Linked DNA regions of Mus musculus: region 1 is linked to region 2. A link is a contact called in public promoter capture Hi-C data. All regions are on one chromosome and are shown on one strand. The core of a region is the stretch at or near the end of the contact, and the rest is flanking DNA. Distances in the headings are between cores, read along the strand shown.

Region 1 (6,015 bases), core at 1,750-4,249, 300 kb after region 2:
CAGAACACTAGGGTACACTGTGGTGTGTGTGTTACCACTTTCCGAACCTTTGGTAGTATCTTCTAAGATGTATACACTCATACTCTCTGACATGGCATGCTCATCATGCAGAGGAATGGTTAGAGCAGGAATGTGGATACATTCCCAGGTTGTAGAGAATGCTGGAAGCCCTGAGTGGGTGAAGTCCCAAGTAAATGTGTTATTGATATAGGACCCCTCAGGCTCAGAGGGATTATGAAACCTTCCTTGGGGGTGCTGAGTGTCAGAGTTGACAGTCAACATAGAAAGTGTCCACCAGAGCGGTCTCCATCCAGATGTTTATGGCCTAAAGATGACTATCCCTACAGAGGCTGCTCCTACCCAGATTAGCTAAGCCTGCCTCCTTGTGTCAGATGCGTACCAAGAACTCTGCATACCTGTTCGTCTGCATGCAACAGTTCTGCCTCTTTGCTCAACTCTATATAATACACAAGCCAAGCTTCTGGGGTGCTGCGTTGTCTCCTTCTGAGAGCCCAGTCCACCGCGTGGCTGGCTGGCTGTGTGTGTTGGGCTGGCTATCTTTTTTTTTTTTTTCTCCTCATTTCCTCATGTCCCAGACAGGTCGAGTCCCTGGCTTATTGGCTTGCTCCCTCTGCCTCGAGCTCATCCTGCTTTTGTAAACCAGCCAGGACCACCTGCCTAGGGGTGGCCCTGCCCACAGTGTGTGGCATCAATGTGTGCCCACAGTCACAGGTCAGGCTGATTTGAGCCTGACCTGTGACCTCAGTGGAGGTTTTCTCTCCTCAGGAGACTCCAAATTGTGTCCAGTGGGCAATAAAAACTAACCAGCACAATGTCTTTTATTTTATTTTAGAAAATATAATTCCATGAATCCAGTTAGTGCTGGTTCCATAGGCAGGGGTATGGGGCCATCCACTGGACCATGGTGAGCCTGTCAGATTCTACCAGAAACTCTCAGAAGTGATAGATGCTTTCAGCAAAGTGTCAGGATACAAAGTTAACATTATAATCAGTCATGATGCTGAATAACAATGGCAAACACACTCAGAAGCAAGGTGGGTGGGATTCCATTCACAGAAGTCTTTGCAAAAGGTACCTTGGAATGTGAAAGAGCCAAAAACTTAAAAAACAAAACAAAACAAAACCTCTGTAAGGAAAACATTAAATCACCAAAGTAAGAGATTGAGGAAGACACTTAGAAAACATGGAAGGATGTTGGATTTTTGCCAAAAGCATTTTCTACAATTGAGATGAACATGTGACCTTTGCCCTTTAATCCCTTTATACAATTTGTAACATTTATTGATCTACTTAGAGTGAGCCATCTTTGTGTCTTGATTGTGGTGAATGGTCTTTTTGATGTATTCTTGAATTCTGTTTGCAAGTATTTTCTTGAGGACTTTTGGACCTATGTTCACTGGGGAGACTGCTCTGCAATTCTCTTATCTTGTTACTTCTTTACCTGGTTTTGGAATCAAGGTAATACCAGCTTCATAAAAAGGGGTTAATGAAGTTCTTTACTTTTTTGTTTGATGGACTACTGGGATGAGGCCTGAAGCCAGTTCTTTTTTTTTTCTTTTCTTTCCTCTTTCTTTCTTTCTTTTAATTTTTATTTATTTATTTTTTTGGTTTTTCAAGACAGGTTTTCTTTTCAAGACAGCTCTGGCTGTCCTGGAACTCACTCTGTAGACCAGGCTGGCCTCGAACTCAGAAATCCACCTGCCTCTGCCTCCCAAGTGCTGGGATTAAAGGCGTGCGCCACCACGCCCGGTTAGAAGGGAAAATCCACCAGGGCTCCAGTCCTCCTGGACGTTAGTTGGGAAATTTGATTAAATTACTGCTTGTTATAGGTCACGTGCTACTATGGCCAGCTCCCAGGTAGCTGTAACTGCTGGAGCTGAAGGGAAGGGACAAGTTTCTGATGTTAGAAGCTCAAGCCAGCAGCCTTTCCTGGGGTGAGAAAGGGCAGAGACTGAAAACCTCAAAAACAGAACAGAACAGAAAACAAACAAGAGTAAAAAAAAAAAAAGATTCCTGTTTTGAAAAACAAAACAAAACAAAACATATTTTTCATCCCCTCTATAGGTCACCTTCAGGCTTTCTTTTCTTTTCAGCTAAAATGAATCCTGTCTTTATTTTACTTCACCCTGGACCAAACAATGAGTCTAAAAGGGTTTTGTATTCATCTCTTTGTCATTCGCCTCTGTCAAAGAATGAGAGTAGCGTTTTCAGTCAACACTCCTGAGTTCCTGATGCTGCAGCCAGCTTCAGAAGACCACTCACTCTCAGATGTCAGTGTGGGAAGGGCTTGCCAGCAGGTCTGTTCCCCGACTGCTGCCACTGCAGGCCTTCTCTGGAAAGGAGAAGGGTGGCCCACCATACATGAGAAACTAGCTCAGTGGTTTTCAGCCTTCCTAATGCTGCAATCCTTTAATGCAGTTCCTCACATTGTGGTGATTCACAACCATCAAACTATTTTTGTTACTACTTCCTAACTGTAACTTTGCTACTGTTGTGAATCAGAACGAAAACATTTTTGAGTACAGGTTTGTCAAAGGGTTACGATCCATGGGCCGAAAACCACTGCTCTTAGTGGTCTAGTGCACACGGTTCTCATTAAGGCCAGGCAGGTCTTAAGCCTTGAATTCTGAGCCTTCCAACTTACTTTAAAGTGGGAAAGATCTTATTTCTTTCAGTGTCTTTCAGATTCTTACAGGCAAGGGCCACTTTGTGCTGCCTGCCTGCACAGGTTGATTTTAACCCGTGCAACAATGAGAGACTGGATTCCTTGACCACAACAGTCAAGATCTGCACAGGCTTTCTAACCTCCTACTAGCTTTTGGGAACTTTTAAAGGGCGCTCCAAGGACCCAACATTAAAAAGAAGTGGTGAGTTTCACTACTCCACGTGGGCCTCTGCTGTTGCTGAGTGACCTGGCTCCCTGAGAAGGAAGTGTGCTCAGGGACGGCCACGCCCCCTCGTGTTGCCCCATCCCTCGCGTTGCCTAGGAAACCACAGCGTCCTGCTGCAGTTGCTGGCTTCAGGGTGAATCTGAACTTCAGATGCGGGAGCCTCCAGGCTTGGGTAAGGACCTCAAAATTGCTGGGCTTGGGGGACAGCGGGCTGATTGAGCAGATAGGAAGATGGGCGTGTCGCAAACAGTAGGCATAGGCCAGAATCAAACTGCTCCTTCCCTTTGCAACACTCCCCTATTTCTCCCGGAGGATGTGACTAGGGTTCCAGTCCCATCTGACATCTGAGGCAGATTGACGGTCCCTAGAAGAGCTCTAGTGGAGCGCAGACAATAATCCTGCCCTTTCCAGAAAGTGCCTGTGGGATTTACACCCTGGGCGCTGGCGAAGACCCACTCTCTGTCTCTCCCCCTCCTGCTCCCCCGCCCCCCCCCCACCTAATTTTGTTTGAAATCTAAGTTTCCCCTTAAACAAGGTGTCCTGTGGGATCTAGTGCTGTCTTTAGGCTGGAGGTCCTAGCAAGAGGGTCCCAGCCTCTGAGTAAAAACTAAGACCAAGTCCCAAGTGTATTTCCAGAACGAAGAGGAATTGGGCCAGCAGTCAAGATGTCGCCAGTGGGAAAGGTGTCCCAAGTACAGAATGGCAAAGTCTACCAGCAGATCTTCCAGGCCCAGGTAGGTGTCCTGCTGGCCTTTGCTCCCTTTCCCTCCCCTGGTCTCCCCACAAACTTTCCTGGTCCTTTCTAATTTTTCTTTGTTCTGAGAGTTTCCCTGTCTAAGATCCATTTTATTTTTTTTTTTTATTGAGAATAGATTTTTTCATACAGTAATATTCTGATTTCAATCCCCACCCCATCTTCTCCCAGATTTCCCCCCAATAAGCCGATTTTTAAAAAACAGTTCTCTTTGACAATTACTTTGATTTTTTTTTTTAAATTGCTATTGGGTGTATTATAGAAGAACATTGGGGCATTTGGTCTCAAAATTAAAAACTTAATTTTGGTTAAAAATATTTTTAATCGAAATTATTCAGAATTAGTCTGAATTAACCATCTGTGCCTGATTCTTTTTTTTTTTTTAAGATTTATTTATTATATTTATATGAGTACACTGTAGCTGTTTTCAGACACACCAGAAGAGGGCATCAGATTTTATTACAGATGGTTGAGAGCCACCATGTGGTTGCTGGGAATTGAACTCATGACCTCTGGAAGAGCAGTCGGTGCTCTTAACCGCTGATCTGTGTCTGATTCTTTTGGAGAGCATAAAAGCAGTTCTTATTTTTCTGCTTAAAAGGTGAGTCTTGGCCAGGCATGGTAGCTCATGCCTTCAGTTCCAGCACTTGGGAGGCAGGGGCAGGTGTATCTCTGTGTGTCTATGTAGCAAGCCAGATAGACTCTGTTTCAAAAAACCGATGGTAGTGGTGGTGGTGATGGTGGTGGTGGTGGTGGTGATGGTGATGGTGGTGGTATTAGTGGTGGTGGTGGTGGTGGAGGTGATGGTGGAGGTGGTGATGGTGGTGGTGGTGGTGGAGGTGGTGGTGGTGGAGGTGATGGTGGTGGTATTAGTGGTGGTGGTGGTGGTGGAGGTGGTGGTGGTGGAGGTGATGGTGGTGGTAGTGGTGATGGTGGTGGTGGTGGTGATGATGGTTCTTTTTCTGTACTAGGGTTTTGAATCTCCCTTTTCTCCTTGGCAATCTCTCAGAACTCATGTCCATAGCCAGGGGTATTCACACACCTCCCTGGGACCCAGTGTCAGCCTCAGTAGAAGACTTGTCTGGTACCCAGTGTCTGCCCCCATAGAGGACTTGTCTGGTAACCAAAGTAAAAGGCTTTACTGGCCATGGCTATTGTAAAGATTGTTATCCCTTCTTGAATGTACCTTGCAGATCCAAGAGACCTACAAGCTTCAAATCTAGTGTACTGTTATTGAAGTGGCATTCTTATTCATTTGAGCCATAAATCATCCTGCCTGTGTAACCTTCAAAAATAATAAAGGAATAGAGAAACCAGAGAACTCAAATTACTCATACCATTCAGCTCCTTATATATAGCAAGATATTATTCTCAACCTTCCGTTGTTCTCCCATGTATTTTAAAATTTGAAACCACGCTGTAATTTGGGTTGTCTTTTTTTTTTCCCAAAAAAAAGAGGGGGTGACTTTGTTAAATGTACTGGAAGGGACAGAAGGTCTAGCAGTATCCAAACTATCCTGCCTATAATTTTTAATTTATGTTTTAAAATGAGATTTATATTTATTTTGCGTGTTTGAGTGTTGAGCCTGTCTCTGTGTGTGTGTGTGTGTGTGTGTGTGTGTGTGTGTGTGTGTGTGTGCGTGCGCGCTCGCGCTCATGGCTGGTGCTCTAGAAGGCAAGCAGGGCATTGTGAGCCACGCCGCTGATGAGAAAATGGAGCTCTGGTCCCCTGTAAGAACAGCATGTACTCCTGATTCTGGAGCCGGCTCTTGAGCCCTGCAATTTGTGTTTTAATTGCTATGTTTAATGATACACTATTGGGTAATGGTTTCCTTGCCATAAGACATTTGTGGTCATTTCTGTCTCTAGTAAGCAACTACCCTTCCATCAAAGGATTTTTACTTAGCCCATCTCCTATTACTGAATGGTTCTGGGTTATTTTGCTCTGTTTTTGTTGTTTTGTTTTGTTTTTCATTTATTATCAGTTTCTTATGATTACAAAAATAATTGTATTCACTAAATGATCTTCATTCAAAATTTTCTACATATACCTTTCTTGAAACACCCTGTGCCTGTTAAGAGATCTTCTGCACTGGGTGGGCATGGAGTCTGAGTACAGGGAGCCTTCTGGATGCCAGGTGCCTCCATGTCCTCCTACAACGTCCTCCGACATGTCACAGTCGTCAAGAAAGGCTTGGGCACCTGAAACTTTCACATTACCTGCGTCTCATCTTTCCCGTACTCAGGTGCAGCTGGTTCAGTCTCTGGCAGCTACCAGGAAGCAGGCTGCAGAGCGTTCTGAGACTCAAAAGAATGTCAAGACACCCATGATGAAGAAGGTGCCATTAC
Region 2 (6,744 bases), core at 2,310-4,809:
AGAGCCAGCGGGCTGACCAGCTCAGCTGCCACCCAGGCCCAGATCCAGGACTTTGAGCTGGCTCACCCCAAAATTTACATTATCTATGAATTGTTGGGGATCACGAAAGGGCTTGTCCTGCTGATCCAAAACTACAGGATCTCCATGACACAGAGCAACAACAGGATGACCAAGAGGAGTCCCTGTGAGGATCCAATATTGATAGGGCCACAGAACCCAGAGACCCTGAACCTTTGCAAGTGAAGATGTGTGAACAGAGAGACATAATTGAGGCACACCGCGACACAACACAGCTTCCATGGTGTTTTTCTGTGCTTTGGTGTGTGTGTGTGTGTGTGTGTGTGTGTGTGTGTGTGTGTGTGTGTGTTATTTTGTGGGAAGTGTTGTAAGGGCAGAGAGCAGATCTAAGGAGACAGGGAGAGGAGGGGGACTGGGTTGCAAGATACGAAACTAAAAAAGAATCGAAAAAAAAAAGTAGTTAACAGAAAATAATGAAATAAATGGAGTCATACAGTCTGATGTCATATGTGACTGGCTTCGTTTACCGTGACATTGGTAGGTTTCCCTGTCAGTATGCCAGGACTGGCTTTCTTTTATGAATGAATGATACTGTGCTGTTTGGAACAGCACTTTTTCCTCATTCATTCATTGGTTGGCAGATGTTTAGATTACCGTGTCTGTTGACTCTAATAAATTGTGTTGCTGTAAACACTGGTGTAAAAGTTTTATTTGAGCAAATGTGTTCTTTTTTACCCCTCTTGGGTATGTGCCTATGAGTGAAATATTTGGACTATATGGTAATTCTATTTTTAACTTGTTGCAAAGCTGCCAAACTGTCTTGCAAAGTGGCTACCCCGTTTTACACTCTCCCTAGCAGTGCAGACGGCTTCCGCCTCCCCACCCTCAACTGCATTCATTGTTGTTGTTGTTGCTTTTCTTATTATAGCCTCCTGGAGTGAAGTAATATTTCATTGTGAGTTTGGTCTGCATTTTCCCAGTGACTAATAACATTAGGTAATCTCGCATGTGTTTGTTGGTCATTTACATAGCTTCTTTTGACAAATGTTTTTTTTCCAAATTCCTTGCCCACTTTGTAATTAGGTTATTTAGTCTTTTGTTTTAGATTCACATTCACGTGTATATATTGATTTTCCTTAGTTTAAGTCCCTGAGGGGTGTGGTATATCTGGGGTCCTGTTTAACAGCCTTCTCAGGAGGTTGCTATGGTGGTTGCTGTGGACCTTGACAGTTCCCACGGGTCCTGGTAACCTTTCCCCTATACTTTAGCTTTGTTCTGTTGTCCACCAAGAGTCACCATATGTGTGGGTTTGTTGTTGTTGTTGTTTTGTTCACCTCTCTCTTTCTCAAGCTGAGTTTGGTTTCATCTCAGGCATAAACAACCTGCCCTCTTTCATTCTGGAGACCTGCTATAGGCAGCAAAGCAGCCTTGCCCCACAGCCTTCTAGATACGTTTGCCAGTTGCAAGTCCTGTTCCCTGCAGGCCTACATGGGCTGTAGATGCTGAAAAGAGGGTTTATTTAAAAAATAGTTGACATTAAAGTTCCTTAAATATGCTGAGCTTAGACCCTTATAAGATTTACAAAGCCATTCCTTACCCTATATCTTTCTTACTAGGCTTGACTTCGGAGTGGAAGCATTCTTACATCTGACCAAGCTTGCATGCCCATCCTTCTTCTGTGCCAGGGCAAGCCTCTTGATTTGCCCTATGATCATAAATCTGGAGTGTCCACTTGATTGGACTGAGGTGCTTTGAGATGAGCAAAGAAGATGTTTCTGTAGATGGTCAAATAAGAGAGGAAGACACACCCTGAGTGAGCACTGTACCACCCGCTAGGCTGGGGGACTCAGACAGAAGGAAGGGGGGAGCAGCTCTCTCTCTCTCTCTCTGCCTCCTAGGTGTGGGTTGTGACTTTCCTGCTGTGACAGTGACAGTGGAGTGTGGTCTGCTGTCTCTTGGATGCTTCCCCTGCCAGGATGGGCTGAAAGCTTGGAAACTGTGAGCCAAATGAATGCTGCTTCTGTTAGGTTGTTTCTCAGGTGTTATGACACAGCAACAAAATGTCTACACATGCTCTCAGAGGTTTTACTGCCCTCTTTCCACTTCAATGGGTGCCGGACCTGCTTCCGGACTGTGTGTTCTGGCAGTCTGAGTCCTCACAAACTCAAGAATTTCTTGTTACCCAAGATGCCTCTATGTTTGCTGTGATCTTTCACACAACCCACTGTAGACTGGCTTCCAGATTGACTTCCTGCTTCCAGACTGACTTCCTGCTTGGTTTGAGACTTTGGCAACTTTGTAATGAAGGCTCCTCCCACCTCCCTCAGTGTGCTTTGAGCTTGTCATCTTGCTGACCATCCCAGCCTCTCCCTCCCCCTCCCCCTCCCTCCCTCCCTCCCTCATCCTCCCCTGCCCTCCCACCTTGACGTCTATGTTTCTTCTGTGATTCCCCCACCCCCATCCCTTTCCTTTCCTTGGAGTGCAATAACAAGACTGGCATCGCTGAATTGCAGAGTTGCAATCTAGATCCGACATTTACAAGCTGGGGAGCCTTGGGCAAATGTACTGACAGCTCTGTTACTCAGCTGGCTGATCTGCGCAGCCAGGATCAGGAGGATCACGATGCCTATCTTTTCAGAGGATCTGTGCATTTCCAATGAAGCAACGAACTCTGTGCCAGTGATGGAGGATGAAGTGACAAGCATAAGTACTAGCTGTTGTTTCCCAGTCAAGCTCAGATCGTCAACATAGGCTGGATCTTTCTGTCTTCTGCTTCCTCTAGCCCTGCAGCCTCTTGTTTTGACACCATCTCCCATCAGACCTGTTAACTATCAATACTACTTCCCATGGGTTCACTATCACCTGAGCCCCTCTCCCTCTGTCTCTCTGTCTGTCTCTGTGCCACTATCTGTCTTTGTGTCTCTCATTCTTTTGAGACAGGGTCTCATTCAATCCTGTTGGACCTTGAATTCCTGTTCCTCCTGCCTCCACTTCCCTAATGCTCAGATTATAGACATATGCTACCATACTTGGGTCATGTAGTACTTGGGGAGGGAACTCAGAGCCTCACACATGTTAGGTAGGCACCCTACCCACTGAGCCACACCCCTAGCCCTACCACAGAGCCTTCAATACTCAAATTATTCTTCTCTTCCATCTGGACCATCGTTTGTTTGTTCTTGCTAGCTTTTCTTTTGAAATCTTTCTCCCTCCAGCTTTGTAGCCACTCTGCCTCAGCTCCATCCTCCTGAGTTCTGCATGGACCACAAGTCTGACGCTGCCTCTCTACAATTCCTGCCTTCTGAGTTAGGCTTTCATAGAAGCTAGAATTCTGGGTCTCTCCCTGTAGTCCCTGTGGCTCTGTATCTTTCCTGACCAGACGGAGTTATACACTATCCTGGGAATATGTAAAGTCGGGGATCAACAGTAGGATTTTGAGGCCAGAGCTCTGGATTCTTTCCCGGGCTTTCCAGGGGACCCAGGCAGCCCTCTTGTTCTTTGATCTCTATTTCCCCACTCATACAGTAGGTAGGAGGAAACCAGCAGTCCCAAAGGTCCCTGCCAGCACCGCTGTAAGGTGACCGCACTGCCCTGCCGTGTGTGGTGTGTTCCAACACAGGCTCCTTCACAGAAATTCTGAGACATTCTTCTCTTTCCACCTTTTCCTACTTGACAGTCTTGTTTTCTGAGGTGAGCATCTCCTTTGCCAGGTTCTGCTCAGCCCTCACTTCCTGCCTCTGACTCACTTCGCAGGCCTGTTGCCCTCACCTTACAGCCTAGGGTGTGTTAATCATTGCACAAATGAATTCAGATACTGGCCTGGCTTCTAAGCTGGGTTTTTCTCAGCGAGTTTCCACCTTTGGTCTCCCACTGTTCCATTTCAGGCCCTTACACTCACTGGTTAACCTGTGAAATCATTTCTCAGAAAACAAAACCAGGATGACCTTGAATGGTAGAGTCTTCTGCCTCAGCCTCTCAAATGCTGGATTTTGCTCTCCTGTGGGAGCTTTCTGAAGTCTGTATCTGAGCGTGCCACCCACTAGGGAGCTTTCCAGACGGGGAAATCTTGTCTCTGTGGCTTCCCCACTCCCTTTGCTCTCCTCAGCTGCTACTGTAGAGAGCTCCCCGGATTCTCTTGCTCCTTCTGTCCCTGATGTCCATCCCCCCCCCCTTTTCTCACTTCTTCACGCAGTGAAATTCTGCTGGCTCACTGGGCTTCAGATCCACAGTGACTTTCTCAGAAGCCTTCCTTGATCTTCTGATTCAAAGAAAAGTCTTTTCAGTTCTACCCTGAAGCAGAATCATCTGTGTTCCCTTAGGAAGACTCGTTCATTTTCCTTTCCTTACTGTGAAGAAGGCACACAGGGTGTGACTGCAGCAGGTGCTTGTGCAGGGCACCATTCCGTACACAGTTATTGTCTAAGGGATGCCTGGCTCTGGGCTTCTGGCTTTTGTCTCTCTCTCTCTCTAATGGGGACATGTGAAAGGTCCCATCCCACCTAGCACCACAGTTTTCCTGAAGGGCTCACAAGTGCTGCCAAGCCCAGAGCACACTCAGAGTTTACACAAAGGAGCAGCAGGAAGCAGGGATTAGTGCAAGATCTTAATCAGCAAAAGCTGAGACACCTGCTGGCACAGGCACCTTGGGGAAGTCCCAGTCGGTGCCCACAAAAGCAAGAGGTGGATGGTGCCCACAGACAGGTTCCTAGTGGTTGGCCTAGGCAGTCTGAGCATCTGGGTCCTTCCCATCCTAATATGCCAGAGCTGGTTAGTGGTGAGATCAGTAGGTCTCAATACCCTGTGGTATATATAGGTGCTGGAGCTGACACCGAGGCTGCCAAGATCACCTAGCAAGTCAGGGCAAGGTTGAAGAAGAAACCAGGATACTCCCTCCCAGCCCTGGGAACACCCTTCTCCAGCAGGCTGTTGGGGCTCCACGAGTGTGGTTGAAATGAACATGAACAAAGGTTTTCCTAGAGCACCTTGGAGTAGGCACCTGCTTTCGGAATTGCAAGAGCAACGTCACTGACCGCGGGATGACAAAGACTGTGGAAGAGAAGAGAGAGACAGCAAAAGAATACGATAGAGACAGGGAAGGAGGAGGTATGTGCACAGGAAGACATGAAAGATCACTTAAAACTAACAACCAAGACCAAGAATGAATTAGAATGAGACTCGGGATATGTGAGAGAGGAAGTAGAAGAAGAGACAGTGTAGTTAGTGGAGCCTGGGCGCTACCTCCTCCCTCTGCTGCCTCCTGGACCGTGCTCCAGTGGTAGATGCTGCATTTGTTCCTGCCTTGGGACTCTGAGACTCACAGGATGCATGACCTCAAAGTTTCTCTCCTCTTTCTCCTTCTTCTCCTTCTCCTCTCCTCTTTTATGTGTGTGTGTGTGTGTGTGTGTGTGTGTGTGTGTGTGTGTGTGTGTCTTTGAATGAGCATATGCTACAAGGAGAGTCATTCCACCTATTGCTTCCTCCAGCACAGTGCTCTCCTTGGTATAAACGCTAATGTTCTGCCCATTAGAGCTGGACTGGGGCTGGTACTTCTTGTCTCACTTCCTCATTGCCTAGTAAGGGAGACAAACACAGAAGCTCACTCTCAGAACAGGAGCTAGAATGTGAACTTGGGGCCTTCTGTGTGCAGGAAGGGAAGCAGGGAGGAATAGATTGAGGTTCCCACAGATTTGTTCGTTTTTTATTGTGTGTGAATGAGTGTTTGCCTGCATGTATGTATACCCCATGCATGCAGTGCCTATGGAGGCCAGAAGAGGGAATCAGATCTCTTAGTTACAGGCTGCCATGAGATGCCTGACTTGACTTGAGTGCTGAGAACGGATAGCTGCCTAACCCTTGGTTCCAGCTTCTGGAACTGCAGCGGTGACAGCTCATTTTCTGGCTACAACCTCCTCTGTCCCAGCTCTTCTAGTTTATGGAGACTTCAAGTCTCTGCTTCCCCAGTTTCACAGTCTCTCAGCCCTCTCTTCACTTTGTCTGCCACAATCTATAGACTCAAACTAGCGACCTCACTGGCTCCTAAAGCTAGAACCACTATCATGTCGGTTTCCATTTGAACAGAGAAGCAAGCTGCTTCTGTGACTTCTGGGTGTGTTGGAGTCACTTGGAAGCTCCAAAGAAGTGTTTCATCAAATAACAACTCCTCCATTTTACTAAAGCTGCTTTGGGGACCTTTAAGTGAGGCATGGGAGTGGGCAGCTCCAGATAGGACAGTTGGAGAGCAGAAGTCATTGTCACACCTTGAGCCCCCACCCACATTGCTATGGGAATGCAGACTTTGGGGGCTTAGCATACTATTAGTAGGTTCCATCCTCCCCAGCTTCCAGTAAGTCTCTTAGCAGGGCTGATCACAAAAGCTGCTTTCTGACTTTCCCCTAGAGTATGAGAGGGAAGTTACAGCAGGTATTAGCAAGTCTCTTAGCAGGGCTGATCACAAAAGCTGCTTTCTGACTTTCCCCTAGAGTATGAGAGGGAGGTTACAGCAGGTCTTAGCATCTTCATGCACCTGCAAAATGCAACTCCACGAGTCCTTACTTTGGGCTACAGGGGGGCCCCAGGCAATCTGTTTCTCTCTTCTTCCATAATTTATTAACCAGCAGGAGCTCAGGATACTGTCCATACCCGTTTCCTTGCTCAAACAGCAAGCAAGATCCAGCCTCCACACCTGCCCCTGCACCTGCTCTGCTCCCCGCTGGATGACACCCCCTC

What was found. Promoter capture Hi-C pulls out the DNA fragments that hold promoters and counts their contacts.
Region 1: a contact with region 2 is called in a promoter capture Hi-C map of liver, with 2.1 times the contacts expected there. The contact joins the promoter of Ccdc180 here to the enhancer-like site in region 2. A contact is called at or near these places in 4 of 39 promoter capture datasets (the 3T3-L1 cell line, HPC-7-derived erythroid cells, hippocampal neurons and 1 more) and 3 of 115 datasets of contacts at active chromatin or transcription factors (all in embryonic stem cells).

Annotation. Positions count from the first base shown.
Region 1 is chr4:45,887,304-45,893,318 of GRCm38.p6, forward strand. Ccdc180 (coiled-coil domain containing 180) reads left to right here and starts at 3,000. Exons shown (of 38, transcript NM_198660.2): 1 at 3,000-3,084; 2 at 3,549-3,646; 3 at 5,913-6,015. The coding sequence starts at 3,063.
Region 2 is chr4:45,581,837-45,588,580 of GRCm38.p6, forward strand. No RefSeq gene overlaps it. Among named protein-coding and RNA genes, the nearest start is that of Gm22055, 36 kb to the left of the region's middle. Within about 2 kb of position 3,560, at least 61 of the 459 cell types and tissues checked have an H3K27ac peak or open chromatin away from gene starts, as enhancers often do. A contact at or near this core is called in liver, where this site is marked.